Regions from separate parts of the Zea mays genome. Here regions 1 and 2 are each linked to region 3. A link is a contact called in public Hi-C data. All regions are on one chromosome and are shown on one strand. Each heading gives the region's core, a stretch centred on a gene start, on an enhancer-like site or on the middle of the called end of the contact. The rest is flanking DNA. Distances are from core to core; before and after follow the strand shown. Region 1 holds the start of LOC100382470. Region 2 has its middle 45 kb from the start of LOC100382470. Region 3 holds the start of LOC100192973.

Region 1 (4,803 bases), core at 259-2,758, 210 kb before region 3:
ATAAAACTAGAGAGACCTGATATATTTTGATATTCCAACATCCATATTTTGAACTGCTGGACAATTCTGTTCATGAAGAAGTTTTTCTAGTTGTCGCAAGGTAAAAAATGAAAAGGTATGCAAACCTCTCAACACCAACAGTGCAAAACAATGATTTGATGCATATAAATAACCAAAGAAACATATCCGAAAGAGCTCGATTTGCAATCCATATCTACTCTCATCAAATCACAAGCACAAGAAATAAGCTGTGCCAGAACAGCAGATAAAGATTCGAACAGGATGTAGGCTCCATGACGTGACCATGAGGTATTCGTTAGATTCTTCTCGGCGAAGAAGAAATAATTGCGACAAGAAACAAAAGCAGAGAAAAGACGTATTTTTCAATGAAGGATCAAGAAGCTCACGTCCTCCATGAGGGAGATGAGCCTGGTCTTCCTCCACTGCTGCTCGGCGCCGGAGACAGCGACCGCCTCAGCGGTAGCGCGGTCAACGCCGCCCATGCCATGCTCCATGCCGAACATACCCTCGTCGGAGAGAGGGTCCAGGTGCGGGGGCCGTCCGCCGACGTTACAGATCTCTTCGAGCAGCTTCTGCGCGGGGCCCAGGAACCTGGACCGCCCGAGGACGGCCGCGTAGCCCGTGAACGGGCCGTACGGCCCCGTGGCTACCCCCGCGGCGAGCTGCCTCCGCGGCGCGGGCGGAGGGTTCGAGGGCGCCGAAGAGAGCGAGAGCGCGAAGTTCTGGCTCGGGATCTGGACCCCGGCGCCCGCAGGTAGCGCGTGTGCTACTAGCTGCGCGTGCGCCAGCGTGGGGCTATGCGGCGAGTAGTAGGACGATGTCGACGAGGAAGCGTAGGAGTAGAAGGGTGGGGGCGCCGGCCAGGCAGTGGGCGGGGGCGAGTCGGCCGCGTCGTCGGGCGGGAACCGCAGCTTCTCGCGGCGGCTGTGCTGCGGCACGTGGTAGAGCTGCCCCGCGCCCGCGGCCTGCCCCAGCAACAGGTGCTGATGCTCCGCGCCGCCGGCCCCGTATCCACCGCCCGCCGCCGAGGACATGTTGTCGCCCGCGCACGAGCGCCGCCGGGGCCCGTACGTACTGGCGGATCGTACACGACCTGGAGCGAGAACGCGGAGAGAGAGAGAGAGAGCCCACGAGCGAAGAGGGCGGCTCCCGCACTTTGCGAGCGCCTGGCCGGGGGCTGGAATTGGGACTGAAAGGGTAGCTGCAGCAGCCGGCAGTACAGGCTGCCCGTTGCTTTCTCCCGCGTCCCGGCCGCGCGCTTTTGTGCGCTCGGTTCTGGTGGTGGTGGTGCTTTTGCTGCTGGTGGAGGTGTTCGGCTCCCGGGCTCGCTCGGCTGTCGGCTCTACCTCTACCTGTACTGTACCTCGGGGCGCCTTTCTTTGTGCAAAGGTGCGTGGCAGTCTGGCAGATGGGGGGAGGGAGGCGAAAAACAGGCGCCCGCGACGGCGAGATGGCGAGGCAAGGACGCGAAATGGTGAGCAGTGAAAGCGAAAGACAGAAAGGAGTTGGTGACTGTCTGCTCGTGTGATTGTGGTGCGAGGAGAGGGCGCGAGGTAGGACGGGGGCGTGCGGTGGAGACCCTGGCCAGGGTCAGGTACTGTATATCCCAAGCACACAGCCCAGCCTCAGGCCCTACAGTGCCAGGTATGGCCTGATGATAGTTATTGGCTTGGCATTTGGCAAGGCCTTCACTCCTCCAAAGCCGTCTCTGTATTCATCATTTATATCCCTATGTTCGGTTGTGTAAGGATTAGAAAAAATTAAGGGGATTAAACCTCTTTCTATTAATCACCCTCAATCTACCCCAACCGAATAAGTCCTAAAAATTTATTTCTCTTTTATCTTCATCTTCAGCAGCATTCTTTATATCCCATCCTCTCTATATAAAAAATAACTATATTAGAGACATATGTTATTTTAAATTTTTATACATATATATTTGTTATACTCACAAATATTTTGTACATAATTTAGTTTTGATAAATATGTTGTTTAAAGTATTAAAATAGATAGAAGAAAGGATATAGAATCTCTATATAGAGAGAACAGATGAAAATCATCTATATTTAGAGTATCAATTAGAGAACGCTGATGTAGTGATAAAAAAGGAAATCTCCACTAAATATAGGGTACAAGATGTTGTACATATTTTTGTTGGAGAGAGTCTAAACCTTAACTTTTTAGTGCCTCTCATCTTCTTTCTTCCTCACGCTCCACACAAATCATGTGACGGTAGGCTTACTATGCATGTCTCATGGTCTATTTGTAAATATCCACATAGTATCATCACATCCATCCACCTATCCATATCATCTCATATCTAAACACACCACACTCTCACATCTCATCACTACACTCTCTAGTCAACAAAGACAACTCCCTCTCATCCTTATCTCAATACTCTCAGGTTTGATCCTTATCCAAACACGAGGAAGAGAAAAAGAACACAAAACTCTCTAGTCATGCTCAAGTGAGAAACATATAGGAATCTTCATTAACCTTGGTCAGACCTATGCTTATAGATCGATCAACTCTATAGAGAATGTACACCTATAGCCACAACATTACCATCATCGACGGTGGCCTCTGTCTAGGTTGATATTAGGCTATTATCTAACCAGAATGATACCACCTACAATTCATCACCAAGTCACCCTAGAGTACCACCGACATGCTGAGACTGCGAAATGAAGTATTCCTAGTGGTCATTACATGGTTTAAGAGGATTAGAGGATACACCCTTACATAGTTACATCCCTACACTATCACTTATATCTTATGTAGTGGTGGCATCACCCCTAGCTAGAAGATCACATATGCCCCCCTATTTTAAAGCGAGTGGTGTGTATGAAGGGTTCCTATGGACCAGTTCTCTGGCTTAGTGCTTAGAAGAATCGGATACTAAATCTCATCAAGAGGGAAGCTCTACCTCTCGTTCTCTTGATGACATCACCTTCACGAGGACACATCCTAGTGAATCTCACCCTCTAGAACTACTCAACTCACATGTACCTACCACAGGTACCTCTTAGAGAGCCTCGCGTCAAAATCCATTGATAAGACTTGTTCAATACTCATCATAACATCCTATCTGGTCGACTCGACCCTCACCAGACACCTAAGACATATGCTAGAATCTCTCATCCGTGGTATGCACGATATAGAAGTGACACATGTGCTAGTCCACACACAAACATGTCCACACTATGCATCACATCATCATTTATCACACATAGTAGTACAAGTAAATAACAAGTGTATGTAAAGTGAGCATCTATCCAAATAGCAGGTATGCAGGAGTAGGGTTACAACACGACATATGCTCAAACATTTTATACTATGCACCCTAACATAATAATAACTTTAGAAATCAAAGCGCTAGCAATATATTGCATACCTAATGGGATTCTAAGAGGGTGGGTGGGATGTGACACATTTGATCAGGTTGTCTCTGAGTTCCTTGGTGTAGTCATAGTCCTCATTAGGCTGGGATTCCTCTGGTGTTATTAAATGATACATATGGTCACGATAATGTTGGCACCAAATCTTCGTCGAGACTAAGATGATGGTCTTGCCGAAGGAGGTCCACAAAGGGAAATTTTGGCCATAGGAAAAATATAAATAGAAATATATTTTAAATAGCAGATTAGATACATTAGGAAGTGCTTATTACTTCAGCCTGCAACATTATATATTGTATTAGATATGCTTATGAATAAAGGAGGCCATTCGCTCACCAAAAATAATGGGTGCTACCATCCTTTTGGTGCATCGCCACCCATTCCATAAGGGTTTTCCAAGGTAAGCGCCATGCATCCCTAATGTGGTCTCTGATCGTGTCAGGGCGACATGGTGTCACCACCTTACCCCGATAGATCTTGTACTAAGTGTTATTGTTGGCAAGATTTGCTAGTTATGTGCACTTTCAATATATACATTTATCTTCATACTTCATGATATTAGATTGATTTTGCACCATCACATGCATATCTCTTTACTGGTTGCTACATTCCACGACATGCTAACTGCACATGTGCACACGATAACTCTAGAATCCGATATGTATGTGGTACTTTGCATTACATGGTTAGTCTCGTTGTTTACTCTAGTTGGACTTCTTTGGAGGTCCTGATCCATAATCGCGTGTGTGATTAGCAGTTCTTAGCGGTGGATGTTCCTAGGTTTATCAGTATGATACATGTAGTGGATCGTATCTAGGATGGTTCTATATATGGTTTGTCGTCTATTTGGCCCTATATTTGGTTAACGAAGTGGGTAATAATGGTGCTCCTCTGACTCGTTGCTCCCTCCTTGGCCATGCACGTATCCTGCAACGCTCTTGAGTAAGCAGCCGACTCAAGCATGCTTTAGGCAAGCTCTACTTCCGTCATCGTTCACTTTTAGTGCATGATCATATTTATTGTTACATTAATAGGCGACTCGGAAAAGAAAGTATCATCGACACAAGGAACCGATCGAGGCAAACGACATAGGACGATTCCTGAGATTCGTATGTAATTTAACATTTTACTGGTTATTGTGCATATGCAGAGCCATACATCGACATTGACACCCCTTCCTAGTTGCAAGTCCATATAGGTGGCACTCCCTAAACCCCCATACCCAAAGCCATGGTTAAGAGGGATGGCTGCAATATCAAGCACACCTCTCAGCTCCTCGGATATGTCAAATGCTAAGGCAACCCCTAGCACAAGCATATAAATTCAAAACATCTAAACGTACCCAAGCACAAGCCTATGACATAAAGCTCACTTTTAGAAA
Region 2 (5,019 bases), core at 1,860-4,359, 170 kb before region 3:
GCACGACCAGACACCACGAACCAGCCTAGTACGGGACGAGACGGTAGGGGGCGCAAGCTCTGAGTGGCGGCGTGGAGAGGGCACATGTCCGTGCAGTGTACCAAGCACAGCACCCACTGACGCGTCCCTTGCCGGCGGAGAGCCGCTCCAGCGACTGCGACGGCAAGCTCCTTATACCGCCGCCGTCGTGGGGATGCTCACCTGCCGCTACTAGCAATCAACTGTTGTGATAGCAATCAACACCAAGTCACAATCGTTGCCTGTAGCTGCAACAACTCCACCTCGTCAAGCCGGGTGTGCAAAAGCAAAACAATGATGACAGTTCTTGCTGGTTCCATATTCTTTGTCCTCTTTTCTAATTGTTGCACTGCAGTTGTGGTGTTTGATAAAATGTGCATGTCGACAGCGTTCTGTTTAGTTCACTTATCATCTGAAATGTGTGTCAAGTAACTATCTAAATCATCAATAGTTATTTACTTAAACCTCAAAGCCAAGCCAAGTAATTACGCAAGAAGTTTAGATAAAAAAAGACTGCTACTGGTTAACTGTATTTATCAGAAATGAACATAGGTACGGCATTATAGGGAATGTATCTCTCATTTTTATTACTATCAGGCTTATTGTTGTCATCTTCACACTAAAGGGGTGTTTGAATGCACTAGAACTAATAGTTAGTTGGCTAAAAATTGTTAGTGAAATTAGCTAGCTAACAAATAGCTACCTAACTATCAACTAATTTACCAAAATTAGCTAATAGTTGAACTATTAGCTAGTGTGTTTGGATGTCTCAACTAATTTTAGCCATTAAATATTAGCTCTAGTGCATTTAAACAACCTCTAAGCGTGTCTTTTTTTTCTTTTTTTATTTTATAATGTCACTGTTATTTCGGGTGTTCCTTGAAATGAGTAACCAAGTCATCACACTGATAGACTATTATTAGAATCCAAAATTCTAGGGCATGATAAAGTTTCTGCATTGAATTTTGATAACATTCTGAAAAAGTCTCTTTAACGATATGTTTAAACATTGCTGTACTGCATCATTCATCTTATCATTGGAGATGTATGTTGTTGACCCACACACTAAATAAAAAGACAAAATCACTAGACCCAATAACATCTCATTCATCTTATCACTTTGTTTCTCCCTTTGCAGAATATTAGATACAAGTGCATTGCACAAAAAAGTTCTCTCAGGTTGATCAGTTAAAAAGCAAATTCAGCACTTGGGCTACATGCATTTAATTTTATTTGATAAAATCACACCCCCTTGACCGTGAGTGCTACAAAGGTAACCTAGTGGAACTCGGACAAAGCTACAACAAGTCAACTCAAATATGGTGTGGCTTTTTAGTGCTCGTACGAGTTTAATTTAGAGCAATACATATACATGTTTAGACATAACACCAAATGAGATTATAAGATAAATTAAAATACGTGGCATAACCTTTGAAGAAATCATTAAGCCTCGAGTTGTCCGGATGACAATGCAATAAATTGTAGAGGTAATTGTGATTATACTATTTTCTGACCTTGCAATTGTAATTTTACCCCACGTTTTTCAACTTTATGATTTCACCCCTCTGTTTTGAAAATGAAGTCGTCGTTTGCCCCTCCCCTTAACACCATTAGTAAAAATCAGAATTAGTGATTAAAAAATAAAAATGAGAGGTAAAATCATAATTGCAAGGTTGGATAAGGGTTTTGAGTAACAATTAATCCTAAAAATTGCTACATTATTTTTAGGGTTAATTGTAATTATGCTCTTCTCTCGCCTTCAATTTTGATTTTACCCCTTATTTTTATTGTTTTAATCACTAATTCTGATTTTTATTAACGATGTTAAGAAGGAGGGACAAATTGTAGCTTCGTTTTCAAAACATAGGGGTAAAATCACAAAGTTGAAAAACGAGAGCTAAAATTGCAATTGCAATGACGAAGAAGAGTATAATTACAATTGCCCCTAAATTGTACGATCTATTACAACGTATTGATATATTTATATTTACTAATCATAGCTCAAATCAATTTGTCGAGGGGACAAAGAAAGCATTGCAATTACCTCATTATTAACGGGGTAAATCAGATGTACTCTTGACGCTTAGCACAGTTCTAAGGATAGGCCTAGCCCAGAAGTTATGTGATAGTTTCTATACTTGCTAGTATAAAGCATAGTATAAGCACTACACATGTAAATGGTATATCCCAATAAGATAGCTTATGTTGCTAAAGCATATAAATATTTTTTCCAGCTCTTAATTATAATGTTATATCATCATTCTTATCTAATTAATACTCTAATTATGAAATATATAGTAACTAACCTGACCAAGGTCATGCATAACCCACATAAATGTCAAGTAGCTTAAGTGTAAAAAATACAAGAGACGTATCTTGGTGAATGAATGTCTCTAGCACAGTTCTCTAAGCCTAAAATACGATTCCACCTATACAACTCATATAAATGAGTCGTGCCTTGAGGAGTTCTAGTGAGTAAGATACAATACTTAGATACATTGGGTTATATAAATGAGTTTCTTAGATCAAGTTTAGGGGGGGTGTTTGTTTGGATTACAATCTTCCTACATTATATAATCTCATTTATTTTAAACTAACACTTAGTTCGAAATAAGCGAGATTATACATTCTGGATAGTTTATAGTCCAAACAAACACCCCTTTAATAATATAGTCAATTGTTGCCTATAAAGGCCTTTGCAGTCTATCTAATAGCCTATATGTATAATGGTGAGCCCTTTACATTTAATATATAGAACATTTCTCTCTCTTCCAAAAAAATTTGGTCTCCATGTATAAGCTGGTTGATAGTTTGTAACTCGCTTGTCTTCTCTATCATTCTTTCTTTCTTCCACGCCAGTATTTAGCCAGCTTACTATCAATTAGTTATATGTAGTGATCGAAGAACTGCAATATAGTACGTATAGAGTATACGTGTCTAAACAAGCAAATTTTCCCGTTGGCAAGCGCACGCATGTGAACCAACAGGATGGGGGTGCATGTGCATGAGTGCGCGAACGATCCCAGCTAGCCCATTGATAACTGGACCCTCCATGGCCCGGTGGCCCCATATAAACAATCGGCATTCCTGTGGGTCCCACCACCGAGTTACCCACGCGACGTAACATTACGCTACGCACGGGACCTCTCTGGGTCCGAGATTATTGTCGATGACATGTGGGACAATTTCGCTGTCCCTTCTCCAGAGGGAACGGTACAGAACAGCGAGAGGCGAGGATTGTCACGTAGATTCCCGGGGATACGGTCGTCACGTCGAGGGGTGTCAGTCGCGGTCCCGTGACGGGACGGGACGCGTGTCACGTACCGATGGGGGACAAGGCTACCGGCTTAGGTCTTGTTCGTTTGTATTTGATTGTACCCGAAATCGTTGCACCTAATCAAAGTTTATATAAATTAGAGAAGCAATCCGGTTCGGAATCGTTGCGACCCACCAATCCGGTAGAAACGAACAAGGCCTTAGACTGTTAGACTGTGTTCAACGCATCCCGCCGAAGCCCCCCTCCCCTACGGTAGCGGCTACAGGAGCACGCTAAAACCTTCAACGGTTAACTCTATCTCATCCCCTACGGTAGCGGCTAGCGCTACTATTTTCTCTCTCCCCCAAATACAGCGTGCTCTCCTTTCCTCCCCTATATACTGTGCTGTGGGCCCACGGTTAATTATTAGTTGATGAAAAATTGGTAGAAGGTGAAAAGTAGGTATAGAAAATGATATTTTATGGTTGTAGTGGGGTATAGGGGAAGAATTTAGGGGGAACCGCTATACATGATGGAGATATAGGGGGAAAAACGCTGACGTGGCACGTGAATGAGATATAGGGGGAGAAATTTAGGGGTAACCGCTGAACACAGTCTTACGGCCATACGCTCGAGAGAGATACGGTCGCCACGACGCAAAATATTGCAATACAGATTATACAGTACTTCGCTGGTGCACTCCGTCCGTTCCAAAACACATAACGTTCTTTATTTTTAAACATCTTATTCAACGATTTGTTTTTTTATAAATATTCTTTATTTTGTTATAACTTATTTTATCATTAAAGGTACTTTAGTAGTACTTTATTATATTTATTTTAAATATAGTAAAACTAAATAAAAAATAACCAAACGTAATATCTAAGTTAAAATCGTTATTTATTTTCAGATAAAGAAAACGTGTACTAAAGGCCAACCGACATAGAGCATCTCCATCGTTCTTTCTAAATTTCACTCTCTAAATTATTATTTAGAGAGTCATTTCCATAAAAACACTTTATATATCTTTCTGATCTCCAACACTATTTCTATATCTTGTTTGCACTCTAAAATCCATTCACATTTTTTTTATGTTTAGCTAGCGAGAAACCTGGAATAGAATATGGCTATGTTTGGATAACCATTTAAATAAATTGTTGGGTTTTTTACCAAAAAAAATCTCATTCCATTTTAAACAGGATAAATATAGTCTCTTGGAGTTGCTCTAAGATTATTCCCAATCTATTGGTTCTTGTCACGACATCTAAAGTTGCCACATCATGTGTTACTTTAGAAGATATATTTGTCCTAATATGTAATATCATGTATTGTTTTATACTGTATGATTAGTTGGTTGCATGAGCCGAGAAACTGTATCCGCAGATCTTCAAAGCAGGGTTTGTTTGGTTCATTTCTCTACGAATTCCGACTCAGCAGATGCAAAAAGGGTGTTCGACCAGGCCGCGCAGAGATGCCCGTGGGAGGCGTATAGCGGGATGCAGGCTGCGGGCAGCCAGCCCCATGCAACGACACAGAATACGAGACATCTTTTTAGGGTGTTTTTTTATTATATCTTCTAATTAAAATATTGAATCATCAAACTAATTTCATGTTTGTATTCCTGAGATTTTTTTAAAAAAACTAGACCATTCATGCTATGTAATATTTGAAGATTTATTTGTGCATCCTTCTCTAATACACGTTTTAGTGCAACCAACCAAACAAAGTCTGTGCCTAATCTGAAC
Region 3 (5,053 bases), core at 820-3,319:
CGGAAGCGGAGCACCACTTGCGTGTGGAGAAGGCCCGCGGCTCTCTACGGAGTTACTCGACCGAAGGTGCTTGGCCCTCGCGTGGGCTTCCCTTTGCGTAGGGGCACCAACGAGGATTAGTCGGGACCTTGCGTGGTTCCGGATACCTCGGTAAAAATACCGGCGTCATCCACGAGAGTTTGCTTCTCTACTTTGCTCTTTAAGTTTCCGCATTTACATTAAGCATTTAAGTTTCAATCGTGTATTCATACTTATCTAGTGTAGATTGAAACTTAGCCTTTGCGGTAGAGATAGCAACACTTAGACAAAACCTAGTTGCTCATTCTAGTTTGTCTATTTGCATAGGTTTTGCTCTAGGGATTTAATTGTGGCCTAGTTTAGAGAAAGTTTTAGAAGTCCTAATTCACCCCCCCCTCTTAGGTGTCACCCGTTTCCTACAGATCTATATCAAATGTTTGAACAAAATCTATATCCACGATAAAGTTGATTCGTGGTACATCTAGGTGGATTTAATTGGATTTGGAGCTGATGGATCTCTATTAAGGTAGTGTTTGGGAATGCTCCACTCCAAAAAATCTAGCTTCAATATAACTCCTTCCAACCAAACACCTCCTGTTCAATCAACTCCGGCTCCATAAAAAATTCGGATCTAGGCCCCCAACTCCAAGTTTTTTGTGAAGCTTCAAATAGGTGCTTCGGAAATCATTGTTTTGTACCTCCTCATAGAATTGTGGGGGTAATTACTCGTATTGCCACCCAAGACCTCGTGGATAGTCGGGTGGTTCTCCTCGTCGTGCCTCCTCTTCCGCGCCGATGAGCGACTCCCCCGGCATGCCTCCTCCACATCGGCAGGTGGCTTGCCAACATCGCTCCTCCTCAACGTCGGCCGATGGGCTCACCGCAACTGCACATCGGTTTGCGTCAACGTTTGGGGTTGCACCAGCGAGGATGGAGACAGTCGCCTCATGCCTCACATCATTCCATCAAGAGAGGTGACCGAGTTAGTGGGGATGGGAGCGAGAAACAGTGGAGTTGGATCACCTACATGTGGATCGTTTAAAACAAGGATATAATAGACATTTACCCTAAAATCTATCATTCACTGAACTAGAATAAGATGTTAAGCCAAACATTTTTTCTATTCCAACTCCATGGTGGAGCTGCTAAAAGATAGAGTTCGTAGAGTAGAGTGGAGCTGAATTTCTTGGAGTTGAGTAGTCCAAAACGCCTTTTACATAGATCCTTAGAAAAATTTAGCTCACTACGAAATCAAACTAAACAATAGTTTGGAAGAAATGTTGTAGTGGTTTTCTTATAAATAATTTCTCTTTATGTATTTATATTTTATCGATGATTAAGGGTCTCTTTGGAACCACCACAATTTCTAAGAAACTGGTTTCCGTCATCAGTTGCTAGAAACTGGTTTATAAAAAAAATAGGTGTGCGTGTTTAGAGGCTAGTTTCTTGGAAACCAACTTCTAGCTTTGTTATACACAAAGACAATTCAATCCTTACTCTATTTCAAAAGTAATTGATTCTATTATTCTCTTTGTTTTTCTTTGTTGCCAATTTTAAATATAGATTGAATTAATATTTTTAATCTAAAATTTTTAAATAATAATTAAATATTCAAATGGGATAAAGACATCGAGGGAATCACATGCATAGACCTAAGAGCGGTTACAATCACTAATTTCTACCAAGTTAAAAACTAATTTTAGTTATGGAAGAGGCAGTCCGATTTTTAAGAACCGAAGCATAATCTGATATGTTTGGAAGCACTTGACTTTTTATAAATCAGATTGCTAAAAAACTGGATGATTCCAAACGTGTCTAAATAATTCGTATACTAACATCGTTGAATCTCTGAAATAAAACTACTAACTTATTCAGGACCGTCCCTGTAATACGGGAGTCTGCACTCTGCAAGTCTCACTGCAGGTTGGATGGATGTGGATGAAAGCTAAACACAATTTTCTCCATTCAGCCCCTTAAGATCTCCGAAATAGCGAAACCGAGTCGCTCCGTCGAGGCCTTTAAATGCCGGCACAGATGTTGGCCGAAGCAGGACGCCACGAGGCGAACAACCAACTGCTTCCTTCCCCGCCGGCCGCCGCCGCCTACAACTAACACTTCACGTGCCCCCATCCTTTTCCGCCTCAAGTCAAGTGTTCACGGTCCATCCTCTCGAGAGTCTAGGCCCTTCTCCCGAAGCCGCAGACGCAGAAAACGGCTCTGCATATGGAGGCGAAGAAGAAGCCGTCGGCCCCCGCCGCCGTCGGAGCCGCGCCGCCGCCGCCGGGTAACGGGTACTTCAGCACCGTCTTCTCCGCGCCGACTGCGGTACGGGCCGTCTCTTCACGCCATCGTTCTGATATTTTGCTCTCAGATTCCTGGGGTCTTAGTAATTTTTTTGCATGATTAGTGAGCTGGTGCGATTTGATGAAAGAGTCCGTTACTATGTTGCGATTTGTGGAGGGACTTCAACGGTTTCCCAATTTAATTCTGATGAGGGGTGATTTTGATAATAGAGGACCTATAGGATTATGCAAAATCTATTTGGATATGACGTTGACATTTTGACTTTGTTTTGCATTCAAGGGAAGCGCAAGTGACGCAAAGCATGCGGACTTGTACACGATGCTGAACAAGCAGAGCTCCAGAGGGCAGAATGGCAGAGGTAGTTCTGGGTACTCTTGTCAATTTGACGTTTCTCTTCGATTTAGGTCGCGTTCATAAGCACAACGATACTTAAAACCTTTTCTCACCATCTTAGCTTAGAATTAATCTGGAGCACTGATTTTAACTATGGAAGTTTAAATTCGTGCTCAGATGGCAAATCCCACAGCCGCCCTACTTACAAGGATGGCAAACATGCTCATCCAAATGAGCCATCAGAATCTCCTTACTTTGGCTCATCCGTGCATTACGGTGGTCGGGAGTTCTACAGCAGCGTTTTACGGAAGCAACCAGCCAATGAACCCCATACGGATGTACGTAGAACCTTTTTATATATACGTAGTACAGATCATTTGGAGCGCTTAAGTCTAATGTTTATTTTGAATTTTAAATCCAGTACAAGGGGGACAACCCGGATGGCTCTGCTACCAGAGGTGATTGGTGGCAAGGTATCATTGCATCAATTTGTGTATTATCTTCAGTATATACATGGACGCTCATACACTGACTTGCTAGACTTCACTTTCAGGTTCACTTTATTACTGAATAATCTGCTGGGACCTCTCCCTTTTGTGAACAAGGTATACCATATATGGGACACTTTCATAGTTTCCAATTCGCGTTTTCCATTAGTTGTGTTTAGGTTATGCTTGCATCACCGGTGCCAGTCACTTTGTTGGTGCTCCCATTTTGAGTTATGTCTTGTTGTCAACAACATCATACAGTTGTATTTAGTTTGTTACCAGCAGCACTTTAACCCATACTTACATTTTAATCAGCCTAGACTATATACTTCGAGACTTCAGCAGTCGTTCGAATTTTGTATAACAAATGATAGGTTGGTCGTCTTAATACAAGGAACCTAATTATGAGACATACAAAACAGGATATGATGTAGAAAGCTAAGTCTTATAAGTTTTTCTGTCTCCAGGGGTAAAACTGTCCTTGATCATCTGTCCAGCTTAGGTATCATGTTCCAGTCTTAGGAAGTTCAAAATATATATTTAATTTTTTTTATTCCAGAAAACATACCTTTCTTTTGTGTCATTATCCTGGCTCCATTTTTTTGTTTTCCATAAACATAACTTTCTTTTAGGTCTTGTCATTATCCCTCCTCCATTCTGGAAAAATAATCTCTATAGCCTGTACAAGACTTAGGAAGTGTTTGTTTGGGATTATAATCTGCCTAGATTATATAATCCAACAATTCTTGAACTAAGTGTTAGTTCAAAAGTTGTTAGATTATATAATCCAGACAGATTATAAACCCAAACAAACATCCCCTTACTTGCTAGTTGAATCCCAAACGGATTGCATGGTAGTTGAGGTTGACAACGATGGCTGTAAGATAAAACTATGAATCTCTTATGAAGTGTAAGCTTTAACTAGTAGAAAGTTTATCTTAGCAGCTTAGAACAGGGTAAATCACCATCAGTCTTTATCTCCTGGCCTAAAGTATACCATCTCGTACAGCCCACTAGCTTTGGAGAGGCAAACATACTTTTTTGTGCTTTGTGATGCTTGAAGTTAACTGCAGAGCTTGGTGGATTATTGTTCTAACCAGGTCTCGCAAATGTTAGCTTGTAATTAAGACGCTGGCAAGTGGCACTTAAGAAAAACGGTAGCAGAGTAGAGTTTGAACTTCCTTTTTTTCCAGAACAAATTAAAATTTTCTTAAACCACTTAGTGCCAGTGGTATTGATTCTAATAAGAAGTCATAATGCGATGTTATGCCATTTTACCTTGTCGTGATGATGATATGAGATTGTGACGATGGTTAGTGCCCAAAGCCTTTGAAGTAGCACAGTTTATCAGATGTTTCATTGCTAGAAAATGGAAAGACTAAAGTATAGCGGAATATTGTAGCGTATGTGAAGAGCGCATACATTACCTAGGTATGTAACGCATTAAGGGTAACGGTGGCACATAGGACATCATCTGTTCAGAACAGCTAACCATGACAGTTGGCACTCTTGAATCCTAGCATCCCGCTACCCCTGTAACCTGCAATGCTTTCTCGATGGCTTCATCATTTTATTCAAGTCCTATTCTCCTTTTGCTTTTCAGGAATAAAAGGGGTAGAGCTGAGAATGGTTTGTTGTAGTGTTGGAAGTGTTGACGCGAGCCGTCAAGCATCGATCAATAGTAATAGTTGTAATAGTTGAAAGCTGCGTCGTGACTACAAGCATCCTGTTGGTGGAGGCAGTATTTTAGATCCATCATCACGCCTGGACAGATGTGGGTGTCCTTTTGTATTCCTGTTTCCCTGGTTTAGGTGCAGGTGCTGTACTAAAATGATGAAACTCGCAGTTCGATAAAAGCAGTTGCCAAAGAGTCGCAGCTGGCAGGATTACTTGTCTACAAGCCAGCTATA

The links. A called contact is a pair of places that touch in the nucleus more often than the background predicts.
Region 1: a Hi-C map of ear shows a contact between it and region 3, with 2.1 times the contacts expected there. The contact joins the promoter of LOC100382470 here to the promoter of LOC100192973 in region 3. A contact is called at or near these places in 6 of 25 Hi-C or Micro-C datasets (bundle sheath, ear, leaf and 1 more).
Region 2: a Hi-C map of ear shows a contact between it and region 3, with 2.1 times the contacts expected there. The contact joins the enhancer-like site here to the promoter of LOC100192973 in region 3. A contact is called at or near these places in 6 of 25 Hi-C or Micro-C datasets (ear, endosperm, leaf and 1 more).

Annotation. Positions count from the first base shown.
Region 1 is chr8:97,511,315-97,516,117 of Zm-B73-REFERENCE-NAM-5.0, forward strand. It overlaps LOC100382470, which reads right to left and starts at 1,509. Exons shown (of 4, transcript NM_001175210.1): 1 at 408-1,509. The coding sequence starts at 1,055.
Region 2 is chr8:97,555,317-97,560,335 of Zm-B73-REFERENCE-NAM-5.0, forward strand. No RefSeq gene overlaps it. Among protein-coding and RNA genes, the nearest start is that of LOC100382470, 45 kb to the left of the region's middle. Within about 2 kb of position 3,110, at least 17 of the 20 cell types and tissues checked have an H3K27ac peak or open chromatin away from gene starts, as enhancers often do. A contact at or near this core is called in ear, endosperm, leaf and 1 more, where this site is marked.
Region 3 is chr8:97,724,369-97,729,421 of Zm-B73-REFERENCE-NAM-5.0, forward strand. LOC100192973 reads left to right here and starts at 2,070. Exons shown (of 6, transcript NM_001138147.1): 1 at 2,070-2,343; 2 at 2,602-2,680; 3 at 2,833-2,993; 4 at 3,077-3,128; 5 at 3,209-3,260; 6 at 4,747-5,053. The coding sequence starts at 2,242. The coding sequence ends at 3,225.